3 separate regions of the Sus scrofa genome follow, and all the other regions are linked to region 1. A link is a contact called in public HiChIP or PLAC-seq and promoter capture Hi-C data. All regions are on one chromosome and are shown on one strand. Each heading gives the region's core, a stretch centred on a gene start, on an enhancer-like site or on the middle of the called end of the contact. The rest is flanking DNA. Distances are from core to core; before and after follow the strand shown.

Region 1 (5,044 bases), core at 1,384-3,883:
TTATAACTCCACTTCACTGCAAATTATCTATTGTTGATGCCAATTCTTATTCCTAAAGTGTGTAGAATCTACTAAAATAGAACAACAGAGCAATTCATTAGGAGTTAGAAGCAAAAGTCCCCAAAGCAACTCCTAGGCCAATCTTGCTTGACACTCATTGAACTAACTTCTTGTTGGTTCTGACCTACATGGAAGGTGAGCATGAATTCTTACTGAGAAGAGTGTTGACTGGGATACAAATGTCTCTAGCCAAAGACATTACAGGGTGAATGAATATAAGGTGAGCTTGTGATTTGAGTTATCTAAATAAAACAAATTAATGTACAGTCAAACCTAGGGGAGAGGTAAGCAGAGAAAATTTTATAAAAAGAACATACGTATTTTGAATTATTTCACTTTGCTAATCTATGAAGCACATGCTAAAAATCACAGAGTAATAAAGTCACTACTGTGGGGTGACCCATGAAAGCCTGACCACAGACCCTCAAATTGTATACTTCAAAATCAACTACATCCTGTGCAATGGTTAAAATTAAAAATAGTGAAAGTACTGAAAGCTGGTGACACTGAGGAGAAACTGGATTACTCAATATTGCTGCTGGAAATGTAAAATGGTACAGCCGCTTTGGAAAAGTTTGGCAGTTTCTCACAAAACTAAACATGTGCTCATCATATGACCCAGTAATTAGACTCTTGGGCATTTATCCCAGAGATACAAAAAACAGGCTCACAGAAAAAGCTGTACACTAATTTTCACAGCAGCTTTATTCGAAATAGCTAAAAACTAGAAAGAGCTCACATGTGGTGAGCTTCAATGGGTGAACTGAAAAAGAGCTTCAATGGGTGAATGGTTAAACATGCTGTGTTATGTCCATACCATGAACTACTACTCAGTAATAAAGAATAAACTATCAATACATGCAACAATTTGGATGGAACTCAAGGGATTACACCGAGTGAAAAAGCCAATTCCAGAAAATTACATACTATATAATTCCATTTATTATAACATTCCTGACATAACAAAACTTTAGAGGGAGAAGAGAAAGGGGAAGAGGGTGTCCCGCCAGCAGAGGGATCCTGGTGGTGATGGCACTGTGCTACAGCTTGACTTGTGGATACAAGAATCTACATACATATGCCATAGAAGTATTCAGAACTACATACATACATGTAAAACGAGGGGTACCTGAATAAGATCCATGGCCTGTGTCGATGTCATTTTCCTGGTTGTGATATTGTATGATCATTTTAGAAGATGTTATCACTTGACTGTTTCTTACAACTACATGGGAATCTACAATTAGCTCAAAATGAAAAATCGAACTAAAAACTATTTCTTTTTTTTTCATTTGTGATGAACGAGCAGGTAACATTCCACAATGTCTTCACAAATAAAGAAAATATGTACAACTGTCCAGGTGATAAAACCATTTAAACATAACAAAAGCCATCATTTTATTGAACACTTTTCTGTGCTAAACATCTGATAAGCCTTATATCATATAATCTGCAAAAAAAGCCCTATGAGGGAGAACTCCTAGTTCACAGAGGAGGTTCTGAGGCGAAGAGGTGAAATGACTTCCCCAAGCTACCTGATTAATAAGTGGAGCCAAATTCAGAGAGGTATCAAGCCCTTCCAGCAATAAGGCTACATCATTCTATTTTCGTTCCCTTCAGCTGTCCTGACCCTAAAGATTAAAAACTTCCATCAAGCATAGGGAGCATAGCGATAAACAGGCATAGCGATACAGAATCACGTAGTTTTACAAAGGTCTTTCAAAGATCACATAGTCCACTTCCTTCATTTTACAGATAAACAGATCTGAAGTGACCTGCACAGGTGAGTCGCTATTCTTAGCCCCGCACAGCATATTTAAAACTGTATCTCGGTCCAGGATTTAAGAAAAGGAAACAGATTGCTAAATAATTATAGAGACCAAGCCCTCTGGTTCACCAAGCCTCTTAATATTTAAAGGACCAATAAATGACTGAAAGAATGACGCGCTAGGAGGCCCATATATAGAAGTCCAGGAAACTGCAGGCTAACAGGCGTTGCCATGACAGACCCTCGGTTCGAATGAAGCTAGGGCGGGGCAGCGAGCGCCCCTACGTGGGTGGGAGACTGCGGTGCCCAGCAAAGGGCCTTGAGTGACGTGGAGAGGGGTTGAGAGGGGGTGGGGCCTCCGGTGCGGGGCGGGGCCTTGAGTGACGCGGGGCTGGGCTTCGAGAGTCGCAGACAGAGGGAGGTTGAGAAGGCGGGGCCTAGAAAAGGGAGGTTGTTGGGCCTGCCCAAACCAAAATTTTTTCCATAATCATCCCCCGACTTTCTCTCGCGGCCCCGAGTCCACTCGGCAGCGAAGTCGAGGACGCGAGAGTCGGCACGCCAGATTTTCAGTCTGCCCAGCTAGGGCAGAAGGGAAAAGGCAGAGCGTAACCACCCCCTAGTCCCGCCCCGCTCGGGGACTAGCTCCTTACTCACAGCGTCGAAGGGAGGGAGGGAGCGAGTGAGCGTCCCTGGCGTCTACGGTAGCGCCGGCCTGCCCTTCGCCCTTTGCCGCGCGCGCCCATTGGCCATTAATGGCGGCTCCCACGTGAGGCAAAGGCGCGCCTCTCATTGGCCCCTGCGCAAGAGGCGGGGCTAGACAGCACTGGGACTTGGGCAGTGCTGGGATCCAGGGCCGCTTCTGGGGCTTGAGGCAGGGTAGGAGTGGGGCACCGGTGATGGTGCCGGCGCTGCGTTACCTGGGCAGCGTCTACGGACGTGCCCGCGGGGCTTTCTCCGGAGGCTTCCTCGCTGCTGGCGCGCCCGCGCCAGGGAACCTCTGGCTGTTGTGCCAAGGTGGCCGCAGAGCCAGCACCAGGTGAGTAGCCGCTGGCCCGCCCCCGCCGCTTGCGCTGCTTCTCTCAGAAGTGCCTGGTGCTGGACCTCTGCCCTTGCTCTGTTTCCCTGTCCTAGGCGCGAGAGAAGGTCGAGATCTTGTGCAGCCCGGGCTCCAACCTCTGATCCCAGGAGCTACCTGCTGGAATCGTTCGTAGTGTCTGTGAGGAAAAGAGTAAGAAAGGCAGTGTTGAGTAGAGGTCAAGAATACTTGAGGCTTTGAATACAAATCCACCACCTCCTAGTCCACTCTGGGAGGGTTACTTAAGCTCCTTAAAGGCTCAGCTGTGAATAGGATCCTAGTCTATTGCGTAGGTGGTCGTTTGCGGGATTAAAGGACCTAGCACACTGTAAACAATCAAATAGGCTGTTTATTCGCTGGCCTCCATGGTTTTACTTGGAAGGTCTGAAACCGGTCTTAAATCAGTTCTTGGCACACACATGCTGCATAGAGTTGCCCCTGTGAGAAGCAGCTCAGTTAGTTGCTAGGCAAACCCTGCAGAATTCAGCATCCTGTGATTCGAAGTTTGGAGACTTTCTCTGCTATCTGTAGAGGGAATGGTTTATGCGAAGGTTTCAAAGCTGGAAAGTTCTTGGTTGTTGAGAGAACTAGAATGTGAGCAAGATCAGTGTGACTGGAGCTTAGAGGAACAGAGACCGTGTGGAGAGGGGCTGCACCACAGCAGGGTTTTTGTGTTAACTATGTATGAAACCTTGTTCTAAGACCGCTAGGAGTCTTTTAGAGGATTTCTAAGAAGTGATTAAATGTTGATGTTTCAAAAGTTGACTCTGGCTGCTATGTATTAGTAGATTGGAGAGGGGTTAGAGTGGAATAGGATTTAGTGATTCATCGTGTGGGTATGTAGACAGTTCTTTTAGGAACTTTTTCTTAAGAGAAGAAAAGTAAGGTGAGTGAAGTTTCATTTATACTTTTTATTTTGAGGTAATTAAAGATCCATAGGAAGTTTAAAAAGAGCAGAGAGTACTCATGTAGCCTTTTTCACCCAATTTACCCCAATAATAACATCTTACATAACTGTAATACAGTATCAAAACTAGGAAATTGACGTTGGTACAATCCATAGACCTTGTTCAGATTTCATCATTTAAATGCACTCATTTGTGTATTTGTGTGTGTTTCTATGCAGTTTAATCACATGTGTTAATTTGGGTAACTGCCACCACAATTAAGAAACAAATGTTCCATCAGTACAGAGATTTTGTTACCCACCCCTTTGTGTTCACACCTCATCTCTCCACCTTTTCTCACCATTGGCAACCACAAATTTTTAGCTCTATGGTTTGGTAATTTTGAGAATGTTATGTAAGTGGAATTACACAATACGTAACCTTTTGAGATTGGCTTTTTTCACACAGCGTAATATCCTTGCAATCAATCCAAGGTGTTGCCTGTGTTGATAGTGGGTTCCATTTAATTGTTGAGTAGCACTCTGTGGTGTTAGATGTATTACACTTTGCTTAACCAGTTGAATGGTATCTGGGCTATTTCCAGTTTTGACTATTATGAATAAAGCTGCTATGAACACATGTACAGATTTTTGTAGGCACATTAAGTTTTCATTTCTCTGCGATAAATTCCAAAGAGTGCAATTGCTAAGACGTGTAGTACGCACAGGTATAGTTTCTGAGGAAACTGCCATGCTCTTTTTCCAGAATGGCTGTACTGTTTTACATTCCTACCAGCAATGTGTGGTTGGTCTAGTTCCTCTCATCCTCATCAATGTTTAGTTATCACTTAAAAAAAAAAAAAAGCCATTCTGAAAGGGGTCTGGTGATACCTTATTGTAGTTTTAGTTTGCATTTCCCTAATGACTGAAGGTACTGAGCGTATTTTCATGTTCTTTATTGCCATCATATCTATTCTTTATGATGAAATGTTTGCTTATATCTTTTGCCTGTTCTCTAAATGACTTGTTTGTTTTTTATGTATATGAGAAATGAGTCCTTTGTCAGCTATATAGTTCACAAATAAGTGTTTTCTCACAATTTATTTGTTGTCCTCTTACCCTCTTAACAGGGTCATTTGCAGAGCAATTTATCAATTTTTTTCTTTTATGGATCATGCTTTTGGTGTGAACACTTCATCTAGCCCTAGATACCAAAGATTTTCTCCTGTTTTCTTCTCAAATTTTTAGTGTGAAT
Region 2 (5,044 bases), core at 1,242-3,741, 2.3 Mb before region 1:
GTCTTTGTGTGACTTACTTAGTATGATAATCTCTAAGTCCATCCATATTGCTGCAAGATGCATTATTTCATTCTTTTCATAGCTGAGTAATATTCCATTGTACATATGTACCATATAAGTAACATTTTTTATATTTAAATATAAAATATTACTTATAAGGTCTAATACTTTCATGTCAACATTAAAACAATCTGAGGAGTTCCCATTGTGGCTCAGTGGTAACGAACCCAACTAGTATCCATAAGGACGCAGGTTTGATCCCTGGCCTTGCTCAGTGGGTTAAGGATCCAGCGTTGCCATGAGCTGTAGTGTAGGTAGCAGACACAGCTGGGATCTGGCGTTGCTGTGGCTGTGTGTAGGCCAGTGGCTACAGATCTGATTTGACCCCTAACCTGGGAACCTCCATATGCCATGGGTGTGGCTCTAAAAAAAGACCAAAAAAAAAAAAAAAGAAAGAGAGAAACAATCTGAGGTATTTTTTCAGTTCTAAAATTCTTTGATTTCTTAGTGTGTAGAACTTAGTGAGGCAATGCAATTCAGTAGAAAGTAGAAACTACCAGGAGTCAAATCCATAGTTCAGGCTTTGCTAACAATTACATATGTCTAAACAAGTTACCTTTGGGAGTTATGAGCATAATGCCTGACTTGCTTACCTTAAGAATTAAATAACTTAGAGGAAAGTGCTTTGTCAGTTATAAAGCACTATACAAATAAATTGTTACCTGTCGACGACAACCCACAACATATCTTGGTCCATTTGTAGCTTTAACAATGACTAGAGAAAGAAAATTAAAAAACAAATTGAAAACTACAAAGTAAAAAAAATGAATATACCTACACTGATGGAAGGTTGAGTTTTATCTCTGTTCGCCAAAGGACAATAATTGAAAGAAAATTTAGTCTATGCAAGAATGTTATCTACCTCATTACAGTTATAAAAATAATAAGCATTTCAAAAGATGGTGGTGGGAGGAGAGTCTACTCTTTTTTTCTTTACCAATTAACAATCTAATACACTTACATTTTTCTTCAGTTAATTGCTTAAGTACTTCACCCACAATCTAAAAAGAAAAAAAAAAAAGCATTACTTTTTGCCAAGAACTAAAAAAGCAAAGCAAATTACCATCACCCTCTCATCCCAAGCTCCATTACCTACCTGTCCGACACTTTGTAGGGCCTTCAGATCATTTTCAGACTTTTCATACTGCTTGGTAAGTTCTTTTAATTGTTCCCTTACTGAAATAATATAATTTGAATATTTTAAATTAAATAATCCTAGCCAGTGTGTTTGTCACTAGGTCTCACTTTACTTAAATTCAAGTCTATTTCACTTTACATATATTTCATATCCACTCTATCGAACCACACACACACACACACACACGCACAATACCGTTTGCAGATGACATGTTTAAAAACGAAATGTTGCAGAGAAATTACCACATTTTTCTTTTCTTGGTCGTAAATACTTACTTTGAGCACATTTTAGGTTACACTTTTAACAGATATTGACATTCTGACACTTTCAATTTGAGATCACAAATTCGAATGATAAAAGAGTTAGAGCCTTCCTCACTTCTCCACTTACCCACACGGATTGTTACTCTCTGGTTTTCTAACCCATATGAAGTCCACAGGTGCGGCGCTCCACAAAATTATATGGTTATGGTCTTCCCCCATTTAATTAAATCACTCAGGCTTTTCACTGACGGTACACTAAGAAAAAATCCTAACAATCTTTTCAGTTCAGGAAGAAAGGGAACTTTGTGTACCATGTAGAGTACTACTCAAAACACGACGAAAGAAGAGGAGGGCTATTATTGACCGATGGATCCCTTCTCTCTAAAGCTCTGTGTTGGGCTTTCCACTCCGCTAACGAGCCAACTTCCCGAGTTTCATCTCTTGCTTTGGTTTGCTTAACTCTTTTCCCCGCTCCGGGTCCCAGGACTCCAACAACACTGCACTCCTTACCTCAAACTGGGAAACATCCCTGACCCACTTCTTCCCCACTCCTCCTCTGGTCATCTACACTTCCATCTCAGAACTGGGGGTGTTCTCTCTGTCACCTGGACCAGTCTGGGCCATTTCTACGCCCGAAGAGGCTCCGCTTTTCAAGCACAGGGAGGGATGACAAAGCGCCTTGTCCCCAGACCGAGGCCTTCTCATTCCCGGTGCTCGGCTGCCGAGCTCGGCCAAAGGCCTCTGCTTTGTCATAGACAGAAGCGAGTTCAGACACGAGATTATATGGAAAGAAAGGTGCACTCACACTCCTTGAGACGGCCATCGATCTCCTTGTGCTCCAGCAGCTTCTTGCGGTAGTCCTGAAGCGCCTTATCTCTAGGGTCCGCCATGATGAGAAGCCGTCGCTCATAGGGGATGTCGGGAATGGCCATGGCCGCCTGGGCGGGGGAAGGGGCGGGGCGAGGGAGAACAGCCTCCCTGGAAGGGCGGGTTTGCGGGCGACCCCGCCCCTTCCGGTTGGCCCGCCTCTGCACTCCTCTTCCGGAACTTCTATGCCTCCTTCACTAGGGCTCCGCAGTGAGTTAAAGGAGGCCTCCGGCCACACTGTCCCCTGCTGGTCCGCTTGGGTAAAGCAAGGCCCTGATCTGGTGTATCTGAGAAGCCTTGATATGCTTGAGTCACTGCCCTCTTGGAACCACAAAAGGCTGTAGTAAACTGAGATGGAAGTGAAATAGAGAATATACATATCTCTCTAATATATATAGCTCTACTGGCTTCTCAGTAAAACAAGGATAGCTTCTTGGTAAAGAACAATAATATCCAGGTGAAGTAAGAGGTAGATGGGCCCCTGGGCTGAGAACAGCTGGGACTTCTTAGGTCAAGCAAATTGGGCCTTGTTTCTTTTTGGCACTTCAAGGAAAAAGTTAATTGCAGGAGCAGAGCTCTACTGGAGTAGAAAGATAAGATGACCACTTTAATCACTCCTGGGGTAAAGAAGACCTCCCCAATTACACATGCACAGTAAGATTCCTAGGGGGTCAGAAAAGGAGGAGGCACCAGGCCATAATAAGTCCTGATACCTGCTTAGCACACTTTGCTTTGGAATCCATCTTTACCAAAAGGTACGCACATATACTGGGAAGGGTCCTGTGTCCAGTCAGGTGTGAGAAATAAATAAGATAATTAGCCAAAGGTAAAGAAAGATCCAGAAGAATTGTGCTATATAAGTGATTTAAATCACCTCTCTGGTGTGCCCCTCACTCAGGGGACGCCTGCACCCGCACTCCTCTTTGGGGTGTGTATTACTTCTCTGCTTCTGACTTAAACTGCTTCTTTGTGTGCTTTCCCATATGTTGTACTGTGACTCTAACAATAAACTTTATACCTATTTTCACAGTCTTTGCCTCCCTGAAATGTTCTTGCTTTCAACAAGGGGCAAAAGTTAGGGCAATTCTACTTTTCACCTCTAGCTAGTCTAGTGGCTAGGATTCCTGGTTTTTTATCCAGGCTGCCCAGGTTCAATTCCTGAGCAGAAAAATAAGATCTCTCTCCAAGCCAACACTCATTGCTGTCTCTCCAAAATCACAGGATTTCAGGATACAGAAGGAGTAGGGTATTCATTTATTTACTCAGTGAATGAGGCATTACTAAGGGTTTGATCTGGTGAGGAGATAAAAAATAATAATTTCAAAGTGTAATAAATACTGTATTATAATGAAAAGAAACCATGGTGGAGGAAAATGAGAGAAAGATAGAACTACTTTAGGACAGATATCTGCAAGAAGGGGCCAGCCAAGCAACAAACTGTAGAAAAAAACCTTTCAAACAGAAGAAACAGCAGCTACAAAGACCTTAAAGTGAAAAAGAGATTTACTCATTTCTTGGAACAGGAAGGAGACCAACAAAACCAGAAAGGGGCGGGTCGTAGAAATGAGGGGCTCAAGAGGCTGAAGTAAGCTAAGAAACTTGAAGTTAGATAGAACTGTTTTTAAGATTCCTGTGCTGGAGTTCCCGCTATGGCCACAAGATAGACAATGTCTCTGGAGCACTAGGTTGCATGTTTGATCCCCAGGTTGGGTTAAAGATCCAGCATTGCTGCAGCTGTTCCGTAGGTCCCAACTGATCAGGGCCCAGGAACTCCATATGCCACGGGGTAGCCAAAAAAAAAGAAGATTTCTGTGCTTTCTTTTTTGGGTGGGGGTGGGGAGGGAGAAGTTGGCTGCTGTGTTTTTTGACTTGACAAGGGATCTCAGTTCCCATACCAAGGATTGAACCCAGATTAGAGCCATGAAAGCACTGAATCCTAACCACCATGAGACCACCAGAGAACTCCAAGATTTCTGTGCTATTGGACAATTTACTTAATCTCTTAAAAATCTCTGTAAAATTTATACCTATCTCATAGGGATGTCATGAGTATTAAATAAGAGAGTGTTCCTGTAAACTGTTAACATGGCATCTGGCACATGGTAAGTATTCAGTAGTGTTATATTAAATTATTTATTTTAAGGGTAATAATGACCTCAACTTTTGTGGTACATGTCCACATTGCTGTACCTCTTCCCATTACATCTGGGGAGAATTTATTGTTGTTCCAACAGAATCAGTCACATTCCCCAGACAGACTCCTTTTGATCTTATCCAGTGACCTGGATGTTTGAGTTTAAATAGGTGTATCCTATGTATACATACGAAGTGCAAAATTAAGTGAATTAAATCACCAAAAATGTATTAGGAAATTTAAAATATTAGGAAATAGGAAAGATGACTTCAAATGTATTAGGAAAAAAATCTTACAGATATTGTGTGAATATTCTGTTCTTTCCAGGTATAGTTGGGAATTGTGGTTAGATGATAACAAGGAAGGTGGTTTGAGGGAGATTAGTCCCTTCTCCCACTGAGCTGCAACTTTTCCAGTCAAACTAGTCCTTCCATACCAAAATATATCACCTCTGACATCAAGAAGTAAAGAAGTGAGGATGAGGCAGAGGAAAAAAAAAAAAAAAGCTCAGTTTGGTTCAATAAGTATTTATAAGCACATACTAGTGGGTTACTTCAACATAACACACCAATATTTTAAACT
Region 3 (5,044 bases), core at 1,792-4,291, 2.1 Mb before region 1:
TAAATGAGATTTCCAAGGTTAATAGAATGTATTGCTTTCTAAAAAGTACATTACACATACAAGAGATCCATGTAACAGGAAGACTTTTAGACATTTAAATTCTTCCTCGCTAGCTTAGAATAACAAGTGATCGAAAAGTCTGAAAACTCAATCCGGATATTGTGTAGTTTATGCTGTACAGGTATATTTTAGAATTTTGAACTTAAAATATAGATTTTTTTTTTCCTATTGTGATAATGTTTAGTCACTTTGTGTTTACCTCAGGGTGAGAGGTATGACTGGGAGAGGGCACAAGGTGGCCTTCTGGTGCACTAAAAATGTTGCACACCTTAGTCTGGGAGCGTATGCATATGTAAAATTTCACCTAGCTGTATACTTAAGCTTTATATATTTTCTGGTGGGATATGTTCTATTTCCAAAAAAAAGTAAAAAGAGTGTTTAGCTACTTTATGAAATATCCACCAACTATTTTACAATTAATTACTAATAAGATTTTATAAATCAAAAGGTATAGGGGAGAAACAAATTATCTGATTGATACTCATGATGTAAGGATTGCTAGTCACTCTGAGGTAAATAATATCTGAAGCTAGAGGAAAGCTTTACTGATGAGATGTCACTGGTAGTCTATCAGAAATTGTGTTAGGAAGAATGCAATGTATCAGTTTAGCTATAAAGGATAGAGGTGTTATAACAGCTTAACAACTAGAAGATCAGGACACCTTCAAATAAGTGACATGACAACAGCATGTTTATTTGATTTATGATTACCTACGCTTTTTATTTCTGCTTATTGTTTTGGTTTTTGTCATTGTATTGCTTGGACTTCCAAATGATGGGGCATTCAAGTTGAATTTGTTACATACTCTGAATTGTTGTTTTTAGCAGAGTTAAAAGCTGAAGTTATGACTGTTCTTTTAAAATTATGCATTCTACTTCCTAGCTATTAGGAGTGAAAAGAGTTGGTTTACGCAGGAAATATAAACACTTAATCTGCCTCAATTTTTTTTAACTTTTGTTCATAACTATGTTAATTCTCATCACCTCCAAAAGCCTTTGAGAGGATTAGCTGCAGAGACCAATATTGTTCTATATTAGTCAGTATTAAGCATATGATGTCATCTTGTTTCCTCCCCGCCTCAAGCTTTTTTTTTTTTTTTCCAGAGGGGAGGGGAGGGGGGATTTTTTTTTTTTTTTTTTTTTTGCAATTCTCAAAATTCCTTAGCTTAAATACCACTAGCTGGCACACATGATTGACAACCTTACACTCTCAAACCTGTTTGAAATGGGTCAAATACCTAAGTGCTGCAGAACAATGCAATCCAACCAGCAATTCCTCAAGAAAGAGAAAGGGGGTGTGATTAGGTTCCAGCTATTAAGCAACTTATTGCAAAAACAGTTTGGTGGTTTGTTTCTGTAACAGGCGCAGGCTAAGCTAATATTTTATCTCTTAATTAGCTTAAACAAACAAACAAACAAAACCCAGGCTGCAAAAAGATAAGATAAATACCCAAAGCATGAAGCGACTGGGGCAAACACTGGGATTTTTTTACGGAGGTCTTTATACTGACCCTCCGCTTTGGTTATTGATAATTAACCCCGCCGGGGAACCAACGAAAGGAATCTGTGTGAGGCTTATCGAGCCACGGGAAAGGAGAGGCAGGAGGGAATATAAGCTTCTAATAAAAGAAACGCAGCAACAATAGCAGAGGAACAGCTCTGCCTGGTGACGTAATGGCTGGCAGCAGTCCAGCTTCAGCAGAGCTGCTGCTACCTCAGCATCCAACCTCTCTCAACACAGTCCAGCTTCGGCAGAGCTACCGGGGCTGCTACTTCTTGCGATGCCACTTTGTTGGTACCACCGATACCTTCCCTTACAGGGCCAGGACGCCGAACAAAGGCTGGTCCTGCTCTCTTAAGTTGTCGGAACACACTCTCACTCACTCATCCCCCTCCAAGCCCTTCAGTCGCCGAGCCGATCGGCGGCTCAAGTTTAGGGCGAGAAGCCTGGCACACAATCCGGGCGTACCTCAGTCTCCCCGGGCGACTCTCGGTCCGCACCTCCCTACCCCAGCCCCCACCGGTCCCTAGCCCAAGTTGAAAGCTGCGGCCCCGTTCTCCCGCCCGGCCCAGCGTGCCGGTCCTCCCGCCTTACCTCCGCCAGGTAGAGGTTGAGGAGACAGAGCGTGGAGAACTGGAGACAGGAGGGGAAGCAGTAGAGCAGCCAGTGGGGGAAGAAGTGCAGGTGAGCGGGCGGCCGGAGCAGGGGCAGGGAGCCGCTGAGCGAGAAGGCGGCGGAGAAAAGGGTGGTCCTGAGCGCTGCCCACAGGAGACAGAGAAAGAGGCAGAGGCTCTGGTAACTCAGGCGCCGCTCGCGATACAGGAGCAGCCGCCACAGCTGCAGGTAGGCAAAGGCGAAGAGAGCGGCGTAGAGCAGGGCGTGCAGGATGCTCAGCGCCAACTGTACCGAGCCCGGCACCGCGGCGCCTGAGGCAGCAGCGACGGCGCCTCCGCCTCCGCCGCTCCCGCCGGGCGTCGAGGGCTCGCGGCTGGCCGCCGGACCCGGCACGGACACCCTCATGAGGGGGTTGTGGGGCGGGCGAGGGAGCGCGGGAAGGAAGGGGCCGGACTCGGAGCCGCCGTCGAGGGGAAGAAGGATGACTCCCTGACCCCCCACCCACCCCAACCTCCAACCCCAGGAAGCGCCGTGACAGGACCTGGAGCCCCGCGGAGAGCAGCCGCGGCTCCCCGGACCCCGCCTCCTCTCCCCGCCCCACCCCCCCGGGGGTCTCTGCTCCTCCTGCAGCGGCTCCGCTCGGTAGCTGCAAAAAACAACTCTCGGCTGGAGACAATCAGCTGAGAAACCCGAGCATTTGAGGCGCTCGCTCCGCACCGTGGGCTCGCGCGGATTGGCCCAGGTGGGCACGCCCCCTGCGCGCCGCACTCGGAAGACTACAGGCGGCAGGACCCGTCGCTCCAGGGTCTCACGATCTGATTGGACGCTTCCTTTCTCCGCTTTCTCCCTCCTCTTCACTTCCCACCCACACTGTCGATTGGCCCAGCAACTGCGCTGCCCGCTCGCGCCGGCGGGCGGACTAGGTTGTGGCCTGTCACTGGGGCTTCTCTCACTCCTCCCCCTGCGCTTCCCTTTGGCTGGAGAGGCCTCACGTAAGGCCCACGAGGAGAGGGAGGAGCTTCGCGGCTTGTTTTTTCCCTGCCGGCTGATACAGCCGAGCTGTGGTGGCTGCAGGCGTGGAGGGCGGGAGCGCTGCAAACTCGCAGGTGTGGGGAGCGGTTCGGTGCAGCGAAGCAAGCGGGGCATGACCCCGCCTTCTGCTTCTTCTCTTTCAAGTGGCGGGAACTGTCGGCCAGCCGTCCGGGTCCCAGCCCGCAGGTCTTGTCCTCCGGTCTCCGAGTAGGTAGGTGGCAGCGCCGCTCCTACAGGCGACGGGCTGTGGTTTCTGCCTGCAGAGATTCAGCCCTGGTGGCTCTTCCCCGGCAGGGGCCGCACCGGCTAACTCTGGAGTTTGGCTTAAAAGGGGCCTCACCTAGATCCTTCTTTAGAGACGTTTTTGTTTCTTCTCCCCCCCGCCCCCCGGGGGCGTGAGCGGCAGTTAAAACGTGAGCCCTTCGTGGGGAGGGGGCAAGGGATGAGGCGAAGGCTGAACAGAAGCGCTAAAAGACCCTTTCATCCCTCGGGAAATGTCCCAGAAAAAAGAGTGATACTAGGATGAGATGGATATGGACGCGATCTCCGAGTAGGGGAAGGTGGGTCTTTGAAACTTCGAATTTGAAAAGATGCTGTAGGCATAAGTTCAGTCAACCAGGCAGAAACAGAATTATAAGCCTTTGATGAATGTCTGGAGAGGAAAAAGAATAGTCTGTGCTTCTTAAATTCCCCATGTATTCCTTCAAGCCTTGGTCTGGTATGGGGTGGATGGCTGCGCTATTTTTAGGGCTCAGAGAGATACAAAACAAATGCTGTATGTCACATGCTGCTGAAAATTAGTGAAAATAAATAGATCTAAATAGATCTTCCACGTATATTGAACTAATATTTATTGACTTTTTTTGGGAAGGTGTTTGGTAAGGAAAAGAGCAAAGTAGTGCAAAGCGATGAGAGAATAATTTGTGTTCCCCTTAGAATGGGTGGCACATCCAAATTAAGTATCCCCGTGAAAGACTGTTAGATTTGCTGGTGCAGCCAAGACTCAGCCTTTCCTAACTCACTATTCTAAGGAGAGTGTTGGTACCTTCTTTCCTAGCTACCTGATCCACGGGGGACTTAAAAGTTTCTCGTGTTCCAGGTTCTGGGACAGAAGTTCACTCAGGCACCAGATGCTGCTCTGTTCTGGGTTCTGTGTAGGTGTGCTGACAAACTGTGATATACATTTAGGCGCTATTATCTGAAATCCCTCTGATAAACATTCAGCTGAGCAGGTTGTGTGGTGCAGGCTAAGGGTACAGCTTGGCTGTAAGAGGTTAACAGGCCTAATCCAACATCAAGGCTGTAAAGAAGGATCTCAGATTTATTGGAATTTAAGACATTTGCCTCATGGATTCTTAGAGAATGTGGTTAGAGCAGTACATAGTTCAGTTTGAAAGGGGCCGGAGTACCATTGGCCCCAGTGAGTTAACTGATTGCAGTTATGTACTTTAGCGGATATATTGAGCATGAACTGAGAGTTATATTCTTTTAGGCACTTGTCAAAATCAGGAAAGCATCGTATTCTCTGGCATGGTGTATTTTTTTTTAATCTTCCATAATCGGTGAATTAGTTCCTGAGTAGGTTTGCACCATGAAGAGTTTTTTCTTTTTTTCCTATATTCTCTACTCAAAGGGAGAGTAAACGACATCTGGATGGTACCTATACTAGGTACTAGTTTCAGATCTTTGCTAAAAAACCTTTGAAACTTTTTATTCCTGAGTCATAGCAAATCCAGATAGTTGCTTTTTTTCTCCTTTTGTGGGGGGCATTGTATGGGGGTGCAAATAGAAGATTTTGCCACAATCACCCTGAGAGAACTCAAATGGAGAGATATT

The links. Promoter capture Hi-C pulls out the DNA fragments that hold promoters and counts their contacts. HiChIP or PLAC-seq counts read pairs in DNA pulled down with a chosen protein or histone mark.
Region 2: a contact with region 1 is called in a promoter capture Hi-C map of liver, with 12 times the contacts expected there. The contact joins the promoter of PSMC6 here to the promoter of ATP5S in region 1. A contact is called at or near these places in 1 of 5 promoter capture datasets (liver) and 1 of 47 Hi-C or Micro-C datasets (liver).
Region 3: a contact with region 1 is called in an H3K27ac HiChIP or PLAC-seq map of skeletal muscle, with 4 times the contacts expected there. The contact joins the promoter of TXNDC16 here to the promoter of ATP5S in region 1. A contact is called at or near these places in 1 of 47 Hi-C or Micro-C datasets (heart right ventricle) and 1 of 2 datasets of contacts at active chromatin or transcription factors (skeletal muscle).

The regions. Positions count from the first base shown.
Region 1 is chr1:180,066,746-180,071,789 of Sscrofa11.1, reverse strand. It overlaps ATP5S (ATP synthase subunit s, mitochondrial), which reads right to left and starts at 2,633. Exons shown (of 5, transcript XM_013993389.2): 1 at 2,483-2,633. The coding sequence starts at 2,618. It overlaps L2HGDH (L-2-hydroxyglutarate dehydrogenase, mitochondrial), which reads left to right and starts at 2,622. Exons shown (of 10, transcript XM_001926818.5): 1 at 2,622-2,864. The coding sequence starts at 2,725.
Region 2 is chr1:182,326,517-182,331,560 of Sscrofa11.1, reverse strand. PSMC6 (26S protease regulatory subunit 10B) reads right to left here and starts at 2,491. Exons shown (of 14, transcript XM_001928747.5): 1 at 2,267-2,491; 2 at 1,157-1,236; 3 at 1,022-1,061; 4 at 723-775. The coding sequence starts at 2,393.
Region 3 is chr1:182,201,045-182,206,088 of Sscrofa11.1, reverse strand. TXNDC16 (thioredoxin domain-containing protein 16) reads left to right here and starts at 3,041. Exons shown (of 21, transcript XM_021102004.1): 1 at 3,041-3,419. It overlaps GPR137C (integral membrane protein GPR137C), which reads right to left and starts at 2,904. Exons shown (of 7, transcript XM_005659957.3): 1 at 2,156-2,904. The coding sequence starts at 2,581.